2 separate regions of the Sus scrofa genome follow, and region 2 is linked to region 1. Evidence: chromatin contacts called from public HiChIP or PLAC-seq data. All regions are on one chromosome and are shown on one strand. Each heading gives the region's core, a stretch centred on a gene start, on an enhancer-like site or on the middle of the called end of the contact. The rest is flanking DNA. Distances are from core to core; before and after follow the strand shown.

Region 1 (2,654 bases), core at 81-2,580:
CACATGACTGCTTTATTTTTCTTGAAACACTTAACACTGTGAGAGCTAACCTCTGTTTATTGACTCGCTATCTGCCTCTCTCCAAGGCACAGGGAGAGCTCATGGTAGCAGGGACATTGCTGGGTGTTGTTCCAGGCCCTAAGTCAGCCTCGAGAAGCCTCGAAGGGAGGGATGGCTGGCTCTGAATGAGTGGACTCAGTGACCCCTCACGCCCTGACTGCAAAGTGAGCTTTGTGGGTTTATGTTTTGTTTTGTTTTAGGGCTGCACCTGCAGCATATGCAAGTTCCCAGACGAGGGGTCATCCTGCTGGATGTACATCACCTGCTTTTGGACAAATCAAAAAGTACAATCCTATTACTGCAGAGACTTTTGTGCAGCTGCCTGCTTGCTTCCACCTTTGTCCCTTTGGAACTTGCTCTCTCTGCTGGCCATGCTCCTGTCTCCTCTAAAGTGGATGTGCAGCTCCTGCCTAAGGAAGCTCTTCTCATCAGCCTCTCCCTCCCGCCTCCACGCTCCCTCCTCTGCACGCCTTGGGTGCTGGCACATTCACAGGCCTCTGTGTGTGAATTTGCACTTGCTGATATCCTTTTCTAGAAAAGTTACTTTCTCCTTTGATGTGTGAGGTGTCAGGGCGGGACAGGCAAAGCTACTTTGCAATCATATTTTCAGTTACTTGAAAGTCAACATTTGTGATTTCCCCTTTTTCAACAGTTTTCTTACACTATTAACTGGTATTAGACGCCACCTGGGTCTTCTATTCAAGGGGCCTGCTGTCATCTTCAGAAAGGTAGTTCGTTGCCTGAGAGAAACAACAGATGTGTTTGTCTACTGCCTGAAATTTAAAACACCCAATATGAGTGTCTCCAATCAGAATGGTCTCACCCTTTCCAATAAGGACACCGTGTCCACGGTCCTTGGCAGGGGGACACAGTGAAGGGCACTTGCTCCCGTGAATCACGTGGTGGGACTTTGTTGGTCCCTGCTGACCTCCTGGCCGGGACAGACCCTGGGAACCCATCCAGCTCTGCGGCAGAGCCAACGGGTAACGAGGTTACTCATCTCAGGCTTTCTCCTGCCTCTGGGAGGCAACAGAGCTCACCCACCCGCGTCAAATTGAGAGCTTTTACAAGCGCCGCACACACACTTTCTCTTCGGTGTTGCCAAAGAGCAAACCACCGTGTGCCGTGTGAAGTGACAACATGGGAAGTCAGTTGTGGGGCCCACCCAACGGGGCAGCTCAGTTCTCTCTCCCAGCCTCAGAGGCCAGCCCTCCTCCCTGTGGTTTCCATGGAACCCAAACGTTTGTGTGGGCTTAGTCATCTCCAGGAGAAGCAGGTCCTGGGGGGGACGGCCTCATCCTTCACTGGTGCCAGGGGCTGAACCCAGTGACTTCCTACTGTGGGCATCGCTCTCCCAATCCTCAATCTGCTTTTCTGAACCTTCAGGTTTCATAACTCGGTCTGACTCAGAGTGAGGTGTTACTTAATGGTGTGATAAAAGCATATTTTACCATGTGTACACCTGTGGGATTTTGAACGCCAAAAAAGCAGGAAAGGAGAAAGAGCAGGGATTTTGAACTCCAAAAAAGCAGGAAAAGGAGAAAGAGCAGGGACTGGTGAAACTCTGCACATCATTTTCATTTCTCACCGCCCCTGTTTCTGATTCCCAAGCATTTCTTTCTTCTGCTGCTTTCTTCTCACTGAGTCCTCACTGCTCAAACAGAAAACAGACAAGGAAAAGAACCAATGATTAAGGTTCCCTTCCTGGGGGGTTAGGGAACAAGACAGGTTCAGACCTCCTGTGTGGGTCCCCCTGGGCCTCACAGCTTCAGGGTGGTGGGAATTAACCCAGTGCCAACCAGTAGCTCCCATCTAGGCCCTCACCAGGGATTGGGGGGGGGGTCTGTGCATGTGCGTGTGCGTGTGTGTGTGCAAGAAGCAGGCCTGTGGCATGGGGAGGGTATGAAAAAGACTCAAAAATTCAATCTCCAAAGAGGAATTTTAAGAGAGTCCCCGCTAAAGAATTCTACTACAAGATTTCGAGTTGTGGTTCAGTGGCTTATGAACCTGTCTAGTATCCATGAGGATGTGGGGGTTCGATCCCTGGCCTCACTCAGTGGGTCAGGGATCTGGTGTTGCCATGAGCTGCGATGCAGGTCACAGACTCGGCTTGGATCTGGCGTTGCTGTGGCTGTGGTGTAGGCCTCAGCTGCAGCTCCAATTTGACCCCTACCCTGGAAACTTCCATTTGCCATAGGTACAGCCCTAAAAAGCAAGGGGAAAAGAAAAAAAAAAAAGAATTCTAGTACAAAACTAGAGACAAACACGACCTTTATTAAAAGGTGTTACCAAGAAATATGTCAAATACTTGTACTGTTCATTCAGACTTCCAGTTAAATCACAGATAATGGGCCCTTCTAGACTGTTAACTAAAGATTCCAGCCAGAACAGAATTGCCTAGAGCTCTACAAGGAATCTTCTCTGTGTTGTCTGTCACTGGCTTTGACATGCCTCGTTCTGCTGATGTCACCGTGTCCTGCTTGTTTCTGAAATTGTTACAGCTCATGCTTATATTGCTTTCTGTCCCCCATTCACAGCCAGTCATTGAGTTTATGAATAACCCCTCCTGCCTCTTCCAAACAGAAAAGGGGAGG
Region 2 (2,654 bases), core at 81-2,580, 220 kb after region 1:
TTGTATATTAACATGGCAAACTGTACCATGTTAAATTCACTTAGTAGTTTGTGTAGTTATAAACTATTTTTGATTTTTACATGTACACAATCCACAAAGGAGGACAGTTTTCTTCTTTCTTTACAATTTCTATTCTCTTATTGCACAATGTTGACTAGAAGTGAGGAAGAGAGAGCCTTCTTCCTCACTTAGAGAAAGTGCTCATTGTTTCAATATTTCAGTGTGATTTTACCTGGAGATTTTTCCTTTTTCAAGTTGAGAAAAATCTCTCCTATTCTTAAGTTATGTATATAATGAATGAGTGCTGAATTTTTTCAGATCGTTTTCTGCATATCTTCAGGTGAACATATATTTTTTCTCCTTTATTCTGTTAATAGGAGGAATCATATTGCGTGATCTTTAATGTTAAACTAACCTTTAATTCCTGGTCATTATATATTATCATTTTTATGTATTGCTGGATTCAACTTGCTGATATTTTGTTAGGGAATTTTTTCCATCTTTATTCATCAAGTACGGGGACCTCTAGTTCGTTTTTTTATTTTTTTCTCATAATGTCATTTTCTAATTTGGGTTATAGGATAATGCAGGCCTCCAAAAATAAAATTGGGACGTGTTCCCACCTCTATTTTGTGAAGGGCTTTGTGTAAGATGGGTTAATTTCTGCCTTATCTATTTGATATACTTTTCCAATGATGTCATTTGGACCTATAAGTTTTCTTATGAGAGGACTTAATTGGGAATTCAGTTTCTTTAATAGACATAGAGTTTTCAGGTTTTCTATTTTTTTTTTTTTTTGAGTTACTTTTTGCCACTTTGGCCTTTGTAGAATTTCTCCACTTCATCTAAATTTTTGAATCTATAAAGTTGTTCTTAATATACCACTATGGAAATCAGCAAATGTGGCGAATCAGGTATTTTGTCTCTAGAGAGCCAGTCATTGACGTTTACCAGCACAGCGCTGGGGACAGCTACCTTCTGTTCATCGGGAATGATCATTCATGATGCCCCGACCACATAAAGCATCGTGGGAGGTCAATACTTGGTGAAGCAATTTGTTCACTCCTTTGACCCCATACCATGGATTGCAGGAATTATACGGGTTATTAAAAGTGAGGTGACTTTGAAGAAAGTGTTAGTCACCTTTCTTAGTGCAACACTAGAAGGTCAAGAGGTACAGCGAACCGAGTAATCAGCCCTGTAAATAATTCCTGAGATATAAACACAGCACAGATGGTAGCTTCTTGGCTTCCTGTGCTGATATCCTCTTGATGATATGGTCATCAGCAGACCCAAAATTAGTTTGAACTCTACTATCAGGGCATGGATAGGAACAAAAATAGGTTCTTTCAGACAGGCTAAGTGATACTGCAACGTCCTACTGCTGTGAAGAGGCTCCTTCTCTGGCCAGGACCAGTGGCCAGCTATTCTGCAGCACACACCTGCTGCTCCTGTGCTGCCAGGACCAGAATACTGTACTTGAACTGAAAGTGGGAGAAGCACATTCACTTTCCAGGCCTTCAAGCTTCCCAACAAAATACTTGTATTACAGCTGGTCATAGAGGCCTCAATTGAACCCCCAGCAGGATTGGAAAGAAATGCAAAAGAAAACTGCATTCACACTTTGTCTCTTTTTGTCAGGAGCCTCTCGTGGAGTCCAGGAGAAGCTGAAGCTAATTAGCTGTAGTTCACTTCTAAGGAGAAGCTTTACCCATCAGTGGGAAATTCTTCAGAGTTTAGTTAAACCAATTAGAATGCAAAGGATGTTGCAGAGAAATTTGCCCTGAAGGAGGCTAAAGAGAAAAGTCACTTATCTATGGATTGGTCTATAAAGGCCATTTAGCATGACTTCAAACATCCACTGTTAAAGAAGAGGAGGAGGAAATAAATAAATGCATCTTTAAAGTCTTCAGCCTCAACCTGACATGAGCCTAGGAAATTGCTTTCCCTTTTAAAACTAATCTATTACTACTCAGACCTTACCAAATACAGACTGGAAAACATTTAACTTCTCTTTGGGCTCTACTATTTTGCTTTTATGTTTCCTTTTCCTGATCTGCCTTCTTGTCAATTCTTTCCATTTCTGAGAGGTAATGTTTAGACATGTTTCCAGTTGTGATTTCTCTTTCCAAACACATGAAGCACGAGGATAAGTTGTGTGTTGGGATGCCAGCTGGCTTCGTCTCCAATGGCCCCTCATTTTGACATGGCCCTGGTCTTCCCCCTTGTCTTCCCACATGGCCCTTGTCTTCCCACTTGGCACATCCTGAGTCCTAGGTTCTTTCCTCTTGGCTGACCTCCCACAGCCATACCCTAACTTGAGGAACGCAGAGTGAAGCACAGGGCGCTCTGAAACGCCAGAGCATCTTTTCGTCCAGAGTACAGGCGGGTTCTAGTACTGATTCCTAGAAGTGTGACACAGAATTCCTCAACTGTAATTATGAGGAATATAATTATATAATGTGAGTAATGCATTCTGCTCAAATTACCTTAAAATCTGAATCTCCATTTAGAGACTTTCTAAAGCACATGTAGATGTTAGGTCTTTTTCATGGCTTTCAACTGTCATCTTTTTGGTGGAATTCATAATTTCTCTCTCTGTACACACACTGAGGTCCTTAACTATCTTTTCAGATTGAGTAATTAAGGTGGGA

What was found. HiChIP or PLAC-seq counts read pairs in DNA pulled down with a chosen protein or histone mark.
Region 2: a contact with region 1 is called in an H3K27ac HiChIP or PLAC-seq map of skeletal muscle. The contact joins two enhancer-like sites. A contact is called at or near these places in 1 of 47 Hi-C or Micro-C datasets (epiblast stem cells) and 1 of 2 datasets of contacts at active chromatin or transcription factors (skeletal muscle).

Annotation. Positions count from the first base shown.
Region 1 is chr1:21,854,206-21,856,859 of Sscrofa11.1, forward strand. All of the region lies in intron 1 of LOC110256604 (a long non-coding RNA gene), which reads left to right. Among named protein-coding and RNA genes, the nearest start is that of PEX3, 54 kb to the left of the region's middle. Within about 2 kb of position 1,331, at least 24 of the 83 cell types and tissues checked have an H3K27ac peak or open chromatin away from gene starts, as enhancers often do. A contact at or near this core is called in skeletal muscle, where this site is marked.
Region 2 is chr1:22,069,726-22,072,379 of Sscrofa11.1, forward strand. The region is part of intron 2 of AIG1 (androgen-induced gene 1 protein); the gene reads right to left. Among named protein-coding and RNA genes, the nearest start is that of AIG1, 94 kb to the right of the region's middle. Within about 2 kb of position 1,331, at least 3 of the 83 cell types and tissues checked have an H3K27ac peak or open chromatin away from gene starts, as enhancers often do. A contact at or near this core is called in skeletal muscle, where this site is marked.